4 separate regions of the Mus musculus genome follow, and regions 1, 2 and 4 are each linked to region 3. Evidence: chromatin contacts called from public Hi-C and promoter capture Hi-C data. All regions are on one chromosome and are shown on one strand. The core of a region is the stretch at or near the end of the contact, and the rest is flanking DNA. Distances in the headings are between cores, read along the strand shown. Region 1 holds the start of Hspa4 (heat shock protein 4). Region 2 holds the start of Zcchc10 (zinc finger, CCHC domain containing 10). Region 3 holds the start of Skp1 (S-phase kinase-associated protein 1). Region 4 overlaps Hspa4 (heat shock protein 4).

Region 1 (2,700 bases), core at 76-2,575, 1.1 Mb before region 3:
TCCACGTGTAGAAGTGCTGTGAGGGCGGCCATGTTCTGTGAGGGCGGCCATGTGCTGCACAGAGGCTTGAGGGAGAACAGATATCCCCTGTTGCTCTCTGATGTAGTTTTTGGAGGCAGGGTCTCTCTCTGAAACTGGAGCTCTAGTTTTTGGACTAGGCTGCTAGTCAGGGAGCCCCTCCAGTTAACCTCTTGTCTTTGTCCTGCTAGGTTCTCGATGACAGATCGAGATTGGGATTCAAACCCCAGTCTGTATGGTTTCACAGCACGTATTAACTGTGGAGCCATCTCTCCCGCACGGTTTACTGTGTTGGACACCGTTAGGCACCTATGAACAAGAGGTGACAAATAAGTGAAATTTAAAAATCCTTTCAGTTTTGTGGTGTTGGGGATCCAGTCCAAGGCCCTGAGCCTGCAAGTGTTCTAGCACTGTACTCTATATCCTCAGCCACAAAACAGCCAGAAACCGGGAAACTTAGGATCTTCCTCCTGCACTCTGGGTTGGTAATAATCAGAAACGCGTTGAAGCTGGTTCCCCTCCAGCTTTCCGCAACTGGCTAACGTAGTGGTCACTATAGTTTCAGATTCTTTAGTTTAACGCAGGGTGGGGGCATGGCTGTAAGTGGGTCCCAGCACTAAGGAGAAAAGAGCTTCCGAATTTCAAGGTCATCCTTGAGGACTGTCCTGCAGGACATTCTGTCCCCTCCCCACCTACTCTATATAATAATGTGTTAGCATTCACATAAACGTGACACTGGTCTTAGACCTCCCACTCCACGGAGCATGTGATTTGGACCCTTGTGTCCAGCTCAGGGAAAACACCTAGGACTGAAAGGTCCCTCGTCTGATCACGGGAAGTGAGTGGTTAAAAGTAGGTGGAAGCGTGGCTTCGGATTCTTTTAGTTAGCGCTTGGTTTTAATACTGAGTTTTACGTAGAGCCGAGCTGAAACCCTTAGCGCCCTTAGCAGGATTAACTCGAGTTCACTGTGGGGCCTTAAAAAAAAAAAAAAAAACCCTGCAGAGAGCCTGCAAAGTCACTGCCGGAAGTCCCTCCGCGGTGACGAGCACGGCGGAAGTGGGTTCAATGCAGCTCCCCGAAGAACTGTCTCACTCCCGCTCGCCTGACTTCTGGATGGGAGGCGCCCTGCAGCTCAGGGAGGATTGTGGGGGGCTTCTCCGCGCAGGCTCAGTGGCCCACTTCGCGTCGGACCGCTTCCGTCCCCCCACTTCCTTTCACGGTTCCTGTGCCAGGACGTGACGCCAGACTTCGTCAGACGGGAGGAGCCTTGGGAGGAAAAGCGTCTGAGCCGGGGTCTCGCGAGAACGTTTCGTTTCAGCGCAGTTCTCGCGCTGCAACCTTGCTCCTGTTGCAACGAGAGCCTTCGAGATCTTCTCCGCCTCCGCGACCGGCGCCTCCTCTGCGGCCGTGGAGCCGGAGCCGCGGCCCGAGCGGTAGAGGCCCCCGTCTTTCTCCAAGCCCCAAGCCTCCTAGCGGACGGTCGTCCGGCTTCGCCCGCCCAGCCGCGGCGCTCCACCGGCCCACGCGGCTCGCCCTCTTCCACGCGCCAACCCCGCCGGGTTCCGTGTGCAGTGTCGGCGGCCGGCCCTGGGCCCGAGCCGGAGCAGTAGCCGGCGCCATGTCGGTGGTGGGCATAGACCTGGGCTTTCAGAGCTGCTATGTCGCTGTGGCCCGCGCCGGCGGCATCGAGACGATCGCTAACGAGTATAGCGACCGCTGCACGCCGTAAGTGGGGCTTGGCTGGCGGGGTCGCCTCGCTTTCCGGGCGAGGGTCCGCAGGAGACCCCCGCCGAGTGCCGGGTCGCCCGCGGCTGCCACCTGCTTCGGATCCTGGGCCTGCGCCAGGCACGAGGCCCTTTCGCGCGGGCCAAACGAAGGCTTTGAGCCGGTACTCTGATCGGCGGAGGGCAGGAGCAGGAACTGAAAGAGAAGGCGGGCCTGAGACCGTGGGATGGACCGACCGCTCTCACCTCCTTTTTTGGGGGGGGGGAGGGTTTGGGTGGTTCGGTCTGAAACGAGGTCCAGGGCTTGCTGAGCTCGTCGAATCCAATAGAGGTTCAAACTCGGCCCACGGCGAGCATTTAATAAAAGTTAACTTGCAAGATTGTGGCCTCGGGACTGGGAAGCGCTCTGAGTCCCACGTGAGTGGGGGCGGGGTGGCGCCCGGAAGATGTGGAGTCTGAGTACCCACGGCAGGCCCTGAATAAAGTCCATGCTTTTCTTGATAGCGTTTTAACTCCCTTCATTCGTTTTTGGATATTGAGTTAGGTTGGGTCATTCCTTACCCAGGCTGCTCACCTATTCCTTAACAGCGTTAGTTTTTCATGCTAATGAATTCCAGCCGGAAGGTTGCCACAATTGTTAATGCATGACTCAAGGGCTCTGTTTGACTTCTAGAACTTACATGAAGTTATGGGACCAGTATAGACAAATCTGCAAAAAAAAAAAAAAAAAAAAAAAAGACTCACTCAGAGCTTGCTGGAGTAAAAGGGAGTCTACTTTTTAGATATATGTAGGATTTTTTCCCCCACATTTAGCCCAGGATGACCTAAAATTTTCATTCTGCTTCTGTCTGCTAGAATCTGGTATTACAGGTGCGTTAAAATTTTATTTATCTGGCGCTGGTGGCACAGGCCTTTAATCCCAGCTCTCGCAGGGAGGCAGAGGCAGGCTGCAGTGAG
Region 2 (2,700 bases), core at 122-2,621, 1.1 Mb before region 3:
TGATAGGTCTGAGAAATACAACATGACATGCATGTCACACAGCCATGCAGAGTGGGTATGACATTACTGGAGGGTTTTAAGATGAAGTCTTATTATGTTGCCCAGGCTGGACTCAAATTCATGTTCAAGTAACTGGTCTCCGCCCCTTACATCGCTTACACCACTGAATGGGTAGTTATTGAGTTGGTTGGTTTTTTTTCTTTTCGGAGACAGGGTCTCCCTACACAGCTGAGGCTGGCCTGCAGTTTGCTCTTTAGATCAGGCTGGCTTTGACTCAGTGCTACTCCACCTGATTTTGCTTCTCCAGTGCTTGGATTAAAGGCATCTGCCACCAGGACTGATAGTTACTGAGATTCAAACTGGGCATGGTGGCACAAGCTTTTAATCCCAGCATACTGAAGGCAGTCAGATATCTTGAGTTCGAGGTCAGCCTGGTCTACAGAGTGAGTTCCAGGACAGCCAGGGCTACACAGACAAATCCTGTCTCTAAATCTGCCCAACCCACCCCCAAATTCTAACAGACTCATAGCAAATATACCATTTCCTATCTTTCCCCAAATCCTCTGCTGACTCAGTCCTTTCTATGGCTTTTAGTCTGTTTTCAAATGTCACCCCTCACAGATGAATTTCTAGAACTGACTTGAACTGGGCCTTTTGCCTTTCCTCACCACAGCCTCTTATCCCCTTTAAAGCTTAACTTTGTTTTGTTTTTAGAGAGACAGGGTTTCTCTGTGTAGCCTTGGCTGTCCTGGAACTCACTCTGTAGACCAGGCTGGCCCCGAATTCTGAAATCTGCTTACCTCTGCCTCCTGAATGCTTGGATGTACCATCACCATCCGGCTCCTACAAAGCTATTTAAACCACTAGCTGTACTTGTTTAGAGTATCAACAGGTTCCACAATAAAACTGTTAAGCTGCGTAGCTTGAATACATTTTTCTTCAGAGAAACTGTCTGTGAGTGATTGTACTAAAATAATTATTTACAGTGAGAGCTGCAGAAAGTGAAACGGTCGATGGGGAATTAATAGGCATTGCAGACAGGCTTGTTTCTAGAAAGGGCGATAGGAAGGAGGCAGGTACGCTGAAGAGGGAAAAGTTTGGGATCTTGAGAGGGAAGATGTGGGATCAAGCATCCAGGCTACCCTTGACATGTGGACCGGACAGAGGAACACAGACCACCCAACGACCAATTCTTGGATTCATTTCGAACTCTCTTCAAATCCCGCTCAGTTCAGCAGCCTGCGCCCGCTCACTAGCTAGCGGACAGGCGTCTGCACGCCCCCAGCCCTCCTGCACACCCCACAAGCATCTCACTTACGCTTTCCTTCGAGCTATGAGCCGATGCATGGGAGTCGCCATCTTGGAGCGGCTGGAGTCTGCCGCACGGGTTTTTGGGAAACTAGCACCGGTGGGCGGGTCCTTAGAAACCTCTGCGGTCCTGGGCGGGGCCAGACGGGCTCAATTCAGAAGAGGCTAATGGTGGCCACTAGCTGGTTTGTCTTTTCTAATGTGGGCTTGTGTGTTCAGTATGAATAGGGTCTTGAAGGGTGATCTCAAACCAGGGGTCTGTAATACATATGCAGTGGAATTTTGTAGTATTCAAAAAATCCTAAAAAAAAAAAATCCTGTAATCCAGGATTTTGGAGGCTGAGGCAAGAGGATTGCTATGTTTTTGAGGCCAACCTGGGAAAACTTATGGCCCTAGCTCAAAACCAAACCAAACAAAACCAAAAAGGCCAGGAAGTAATGGCCCACATCTTTAATTCCAACACTTGATGGGATTCACGGCCAGCCTCATCTACACAGGGAGTTTCAGGAAAACCAAGGCTGCACACACAAACTGTCTCAAAAAACAAAACACCAAAAACCCCAAGAAATTACAGGTGTCGTCATGATGACTGGATCATTCTGATTTTGTTGTTGTTTGGTTGGTTTTTTGTTTTGTTTTGGTTTTTTTTTTTTTGTTTTTGATTTTTCTTTCAAAGATCTGCGTAGAGGATTTTTTGGTCTTTTTTTGAGACAGGGTTTCTCTGTGTTGCCCTGGCTGTCCCGGAACTCACTCTGTAGACCAGGCTGGCCTCGAACTTGTAAATCTGCCTGCCTCTGCCTCCCAAGTGCTGGGATTAAAGGCATGCGCCACCACTGCCCGGCTGTGTAGAGGAATTTTAATCCAGCAACATGGCTGCTCTGGAAAGGAATCAATCATAAGTGATGGGAGTACAGACATGAGTTCCAGGCCAGCATGGTACAGAGAAAGTTTCAGGTAAAGAAATTTAGTTCCAGGTGTGGTGGCACATTCCTTTAATCCCAGCACTCAGGAGACACAGGCATGCAGATCTCTGAATTCTACTCAGTTTGGTTGAGTCTTAAGAGAGGAGGAGGGGTAAGGGGAGTGGAGAGGGAGACAGGACCAGACAGAAACACCATGTGTTTGCTTGGGATTGAACTCAGGACCTCTGGAAGAGTAGTCAGTGCTCTTAACCTCTGAGCCATCTCTCCAGGCCCCTCTTTTTTTTTTTTTTTTTTTTTAATTGTTAAAGATAACATCTTTAATTTTTCAGGCTGGCCAGAAACTTAGCTCAGGCTAGTCTAATTCCCAAGTTATGACACAAGTTTCTAAAATCAGGATTCAGGATGTAGAGAAAGGAGGACAAGGAGGTTAAGGCCAACCTGGGCTATATAGCAAATATGAGGCCAGCC
Region 3 (2,700 bases), core at 106-2,605:
GTTTTTAATAGCAAGACACTGTGTTCTTTTTATGATCTCTAGTACTACAATGAGCATTCCAGAACAAGTCTATGTAGTTGATAAAATTATTTTAAAAGACCACCCCGTATTTCCTTGAAATAATTCACAATAAATAAAGATGTGCTTAGTCATAGTCAAATTTAGGTATTAGGTTACTTGCAAGGGAGCCAGGATCTTATTAAATGACAGGGAGGCAATCGGTTAATCTGTAATTCAACGCACTCTGTAATCCTAGACTTCACTTTTGTTGTTGTGTTGGAATTAAGTGCAAAATTTTTAAGTAATAATGTATGAGGTTTCGATTTGATATGCTTTCAAAAAACCCTTCTTCAGTTCTCTAAGCTCCTAGACTTGGAAATTAATCATCCAAGTCTAGCATGAGAATTCTAGTATACCAGACTTTAAAAACAAACCTGTTTTAAGTGACTCGAAATTCTGACACTTGTTACTACACTGCAGGACGGAAGAGACTGCATTGTTCTATGCCACAATACAGTCTACTGTAACATTCTGCTGAAAAACTGAGTCTCCAAACCTGAGGACTCCGTGAAAAAGTGAACCAGAAGGCAGGTTTTAGCACTATCCCTTAAAAAACCCAAACACCTCAGGTTTTAGCGTCAAATGCCACACACCTCAGACGACAGTGTCTATTACAGTAACAAGTTCAGAGACTGCAGAACGTGACAAAACGCAAAGAAACATTGGGAGTCTGTTACCTGCATATTCGGTGGTTAAAAAGGTGAGACCAATAAGGAGCTAATTGACGCCAGATACAGGAGAAAAGGGAGGGAGCCAAGAATCAAATGGCAACGACAGCCACCACCTGGAACGGCCCAGGACCCCTACTCAAAGCCTCGCTGCCCACCCGGCCTGGAGCGCGGAGCAGCAAGCCTGTCGCTAAGGCAGGCCCGGTACGAAGCCTGGGCCTTCCAGTCGCGTTTGGGGCCGACTGACGTCGCCTGCAAAGCGGCAGGCCTGCCACAGGGCTCGACTCTCTTCCCTGAGCGAGCGCCGAAAGGATGGGAGACCCTTGAAGGCCTGACTCGGCCTCCTCGTGCCTCCCGCGGTCCGGGGGTCTGCAACGGGCCGCACGGCGCCTCAGGATACGAGGCCAGGTCGCCTCGCCGCCTCGTGCACTCCACAGCCAACGCGAGGCTCCCACCCAGCCCCTCCCTCGAGGAACGTGTCCGGCTCGCGGGTTGCTACTCACGGTGCTCCGTCTCAAGACCGCAGGCCCGAGGCTGCCGGACAGAGTTCACAACCACAACGAAGTATCGAGAACAAGGCCACTCGAGCGGCGCCGCGCGGCGTCGCCTTTTATAGCAGCGGGACGCAGGCGCCGAGGACCCCGAGCCCGTGACGTCACACAGCCGGCCGGGCTGGCCGTTGAGATCGCCTGACGGCAGTCGAAACACAGGCGGCAGACCCTGAGCGCCGCAGAGGTCTCCTGGAGAGGTGCTGAGCGGCGGCGGGTGGAGGGGTGGCTGGGCAAGAGAGGGACGTCCTCCTTACTCCGCTGGCCTAAACAGCGCCATGCTCTCCTTCAAAGCGGACTCCGGCACCGGCTGGGAAACCATCTCGACCCGAAGGGTCTTTCAGGCATGGGCTGTCTTAAACGGCTTGAAAGACCCCAGTCCTGGAAAAGCCTGGAAACAACAAACCGCAAAACCGGTTGTGGGTGTGTGTTTTCCTTAAAGGAGTCGCCTCAGCCTGACCACCGTTACTCTCCTAATAACCTAAGGAAATAGAATTGAGTTTGCTGACCAGGGGTTCAGGAGTTGAACCTTCTCTACTGATACTGAATTAAATATATATATATATATACATGTATGCCATGTTGAGACAAAGGTGTTTCTTTAACCTAGGCGGCTTAGAATTCTTAAATACTCCTGACATGGTACACCTGCTTATTTGATTTTTAAAGTTTTATTTTCTTTGCATTTTAAGACGGGACCCTGTTTGGCACAGAGTAGCTGTAAATTCAGTATGTTGACCAGGTTGGTCTAAAATTCATGATCTCCTTCCACCTGCGCTGGGGTCACAGGCATTTTCACCACATATATACTTGCCTGAAACTCTTGTTGTTTTGTTTTGAGACAGGGTCTTACTATATAAGGCTTGGAGCTCGCTATTTAAACTCAGATCTGTCTGCCTCCCAATAGCCAGCTTGGAGATTCGAGGCTAGGACCACCCTGTTGGCTAATCTTCACCTTTATTTCCTACCTTTGAACTTTGAAGAGGCTTCCAGGCCCCCAAATAGCCATTGTTGGAGTGAAGCGCCAAGCCTGGAGAGAGTCAATGTGAATGTAGCATGGAGGTTACATTCTTTGGGTAACCATGCTCTAGGCCAATCTGTGAGGCCAGTGCTGGGGATCCATCCAGCAATGAACGGGGACAGTCAGGCTCAACCTGAACAGGCTATGCTGTACAGGCGGCTCAAAGAAGGCTGTGATAAGGTCGCTAGAATGAAACAGCTTTGAAGTAAAGGGAGAGGCCTGAAAGCACCCATCTGGCCTCAGCCCAGCCAGGAAGAGGGCAATTGCCTGCCCTGCCCTGCCCTGCCCTGCTGTGTCTAGGGAGCATCACTAGCCCCACCAAGGCGCCAGGCTCACCTAACCAGTGAGCACATGATTGGTATTCCTGGCACCACGAAGACAAAAGACTTTTCCACACAGGGCC
Region 4 (2,803 bases), core at 149-2,648, 1.0 Mb before region 3:
CTTCCTTCCTTCCTTCCTTCCTTCCTTCCTCCCTCCCTCCCTCCCTCCCTCTCTCCCTCTCTCTCTCTCTCTCTCTCTCTCTCTCTCTCTCTCTCTTTCTTTCTTTTTTTTTTTTTTGAGACAGGGTTTCTCTGTATAGCCCTGGCTCTCCTAGAACTCACTCTGTAGACCAGGCTGGCCTTGAACTCAGAAATCCATCTGCCTCTGTCTCTCTGCCTCTGCCTGAATTAAAGGCGTGTGCCACCATGCCGGGCCCTGGACATTTCTTAGCAGCTCTTTGTTATTAACAGTTGGGATTTCATTATGGCTTAGGTATTGGGGTTTACTTAGCATGTCATATAAAATTTGTTTCATTTATAAGAAACTATAGTTTTCTTTACCATTCTAGGAGCTGACAAGTATTTGCAGTCCTATAATTTCAAAACCCAAACCCAAAGTGGAACCCCCAAAGGAGGAACCAAAACATGCTGAGCAGAATGGACCAGTGGATGGCCAAGGAGACAACCCAGGCTCCCAGGCTGCTGAGCACGGTGCAGACACAGCTGTGCCTTCTGATGGCGACAAGAAGCTTCCTGAGATGGACATTGATTGATTCCAACACTTGTTTATATTAAAACAGACTATTATAAAGCTTTAAGTTGTCAACTTTGTTCTGAATATCAACTAGAGCAAGCAAATACTGGAGATTTCTTAGTCAGTTTTTAGGGGACCTCGGGGGTGGGGTATATAGGTAATATACAGAGCATTTTGACTTCTAAATAGTTAGATCCAGAGATGAAGTGCACTGTTCTCTCTTCATTACGGTCCTGTTTAAGAGCCCAGCTAGTCTATCTGAGCTCTCGCCTCCATCCTTGTTTTAATCATGCTTCTACAAGGTGAAGTGTGTTTGGGGAAACTGAGCTCTAACAAAAGCCGCGACAGCCACCAGGCAGGCTTTTCCTTATACATGACAGAAGTTCGTATTACGCCTTGGAAGGTCTAGGTGGAGATCACCACCAGCATTCTCTGCCTGTGGGGTTGTGGGGCTGGTGCTTTCTCCATTTCTGAGGGTCAGGATGGCCAAGCATGGATTAACACTAGGAGAGTGCAGAGCGCAGCAGAGCCTGCTCTCATCCCTCTATCCCCAGCCCAGTCTTCCTCCTCCATCCTTAAGCAGTATAAATGCTATGTGCCCTCTTCACTTAGAGCGAGCTTTAGTGTGTCAAGGGACTCTGCTTTCCTGTACTTCCTAAAAGTACATTCACTAATACTGAAGCATCAAAGTGTAGTTTAACCTTAAGGTTGGGTTGTAAATAACACAGTTGGGTGTAGGCATGGTAAATCTGAGCAGTCCATCCTTAGTATGGTGGAAAGATTTGTACCCTGACCCGCTCGAGTGGTGGTAGATGTATGTAAATTAGAAGTTTGAATGGGACAGGATGAGAGTTCGAGGCTCTTTGTTTGGTATCTTTTGTGTTAATGTGTCTTGAATCTGCCAATCTGTATGTTAAAACAGCTGACAGATTGTAAAGCTATTGCACTGCGTTGCCCTGGACAAGTCTGAAATTGGTATAAAAGACAAGGTGCCCAAGGTCACAAGAACACCTCATTGCCGACTGAAGCCAGTGTCAGGGCACCACATACTCCTGGGGCCAGTCTACAGGAAAGAGATGTTCTGCAAACAAGGGTGGATGCCTGCAGTAGAGGTCAGAGCTGGTTACCTGCCTTAGTTACAAGTGTCGGTTATGTTCTGGGTCTTTGTAATCGCTGATCTCTGTAACAGAGCCTCTGTTTATTTTTGCTTGTTGGAAATAGGGTTCAACCATGCATAGTTAGAATCACTATGCATCTGTCTGTCCACACAGGAAGTGCTATAGCTCTCAAGTGCTCTAGAGGCAGTTGGAAAGGAAGGAATGCATGCTTATGTGAGCAGCTGGACTCCCGCTCAGTACAGGCCTGGAACCCCAGGCCAAATGTATGCTCTGCTTCCTTGAGTGCTGTAAGAGTTCCCACTGGCCTTGCTCTGAGGCCAAGAGCTTTTTCAAATGCAGGCTGCAGGATTAAGCCAGCTCTTATGCAACTGACTGTCCTTAATGAAGAACTCATAAACATTTGTGTGTGGGGGTGGGGGTGGGAGGGTTTGGGTGCTGGGATGGGGGTGAATTTGAAGTTTAAGATTAAAAGCTAGAAATCAGATGGTCTGCTTCTGCTATGTCTGTAGACCGATTGGATGTATGTGGAGGCTGGCCAGATGGCAACTGATGACTTGTGTGCAAACAAGTGTTTATCCGGGTTGCATTATCCAAACTGGTTTGTTAAAAACTCTAGGTCACATTCTTACACTAAGAAAAACAGTTAACATGAGACAAAGTTTAGGAAAAACTAATAAAAGAAACCTGTCTTAACTTGAATGGTTTTCTTAATTTTCTTAAGTGGGCTGTTTGTGTGTGTGTGTGTGTGTGTGTGTGTGTGTGTGTGTAGGGGACTTACTTGAGTAGTTATATATGTGGGTGGGTGGGTAGGGGCAGGCTGGGGGAGACTGTCAACAGAATAAGCTGGCCTGAATGCAGTCCATCATCCTGCCTTAGCTGCTTGCCTGTGTGCTTATTTTGGAGCCCTCTGCCCCTGAGAATAGCAATCCAGTGTTCTTGGTATAGTAATCTTCTGCGAGGCTGGCCTTTAGATTTGATGGTAGAAGGTAGATGGCACAGAGTATTAACATAAGTGCCAGGACTGAGTAGGGCCAGAATCTGCTAGGAACTGATGCCTGGCTAGTTGGGGACATGCCCTGTGGTGAGGCAATAGGGTTGAAGTAGTGAGCCCT

Evidence for each region. Promoter capture Hi-C pulls out the DNA fragments that hold promoters and counts their contacts. A called contact is a pair of places that touch in the nucleus more often than the background predicts.
Region 1: a promoter capture Hi-C map of embryonic stem cells shows a contact between it and region 3, with 4 times the contacts expected there. The contact joins the promoter of Hspa4 here to the promoter of Skp1 in region 3. A contact is called at or near these places in 1 of 39 promoter capture datasets (embryonic stem cells), 2 of 484 Hi-C or Micro-C datasets (both in embryonic stem cells), 13 of 115 datasets of contacts at active chromatin or transcription factors (astrocytes, cardiomyocytes, embryonic hindbrain and 6 more) and 3 of 9 other capture datasets (adipose tissue, embryonic stem cells and liver).
Region 2: a contact with region 3 is called in a promoter capture Hi-C map of liver, with 4 times the contacts expected there. The contact joins the promoter of Zcchc10 here to the promoter of Skp1 in region 3. A contact is called at or near these places in 16 of 39 promoter capture datasets (the 3T3-L1 cell line, the C10 cell line, HPC-7-derived erythroid cells and 11 more), 7 of 115 datasets of contacts at active chromatin or transcription factors (astrocytes, embryonic forebrain, embryonic stem cells and 3 more) and 2 of 9 other capture datasets (embryonic stem cells and macrophages).
Region 4: a Hi-C map of embryonic stem cells shows a contact between it and region 3, with 2.3 times the contacts expected there. The contact joins the enhancer-like site here to the promoter of Skp1 in region 3. A contact is called at or near these places in 17 of 39 promoter capture datasets (the 3T3-L1 cell line, 3T3-L1-derived adipocytes, the HPC-7 cell line and 8 more), 2 of 484 Hi-C or Micro-C datasets (both in embryonic stem cells), 7 of 115 datasets of contacts at active chromatin or transcription factors (astrocytes, differentiating embryonic stem cells, embryonic forebrain and 2 more) and 1 of 9 other capture datasets (pancreatic islet).

What each region holds. Positions count from the first base shown.
Region 1 is chr11:53,299,104-53,301,803 of GRCm38.p6, reverse strand. Hspa4 (heat shock protein 4) reads left to right here and starts at 1,325. Exons shown (of 19, transcript NM_008300.3): 1 at 1,325-1,744. The coding sequence starts at 1,638.
Region 2 is chr11:53,323,360-53,326,059 of GRCm38.p6, reverse strand. It overlaps Zcchc10 (zinc finger, CCHC domain containing 10), which reads right to left and starts at 1,371. Exons shown (of 4, transcript NM_026479.4): 1 at 1,319-1,371. The coding sequence starts at 1,359.
Region 3 is chr11:52,230,650-52,233,349 of GRCm38.p6, reverse strand. Skp1 (S-phase kinase-associated protein 1) reads right to left here and starts at 1,355. Exons shown (of 6, transcript NM_011543.4): 1 at 1,232-1,355.
Region 4 is chr11:53,259,401-53,262,203 of GRCm38.p6, reverse strand. It overlaps Hspa4 (heat shock protein 4), which reads left to right. Exons shown (of 19, transcript NM_008300.3): 19 at 389-2,390. The coding sequence ends at 592. Among named protein-coding and RNA genes, the nearest start is that of Hspa4, 40 kb to the left of the region's middle. Within about 2 kb of position 1,398, at least 19 of the 459 cell types and tissues checked have an H3K27ac peak or open chromatin away from gene starts, as enhancers often do. A contact at or near this core is called in embryonic stem cells, where this site is marked.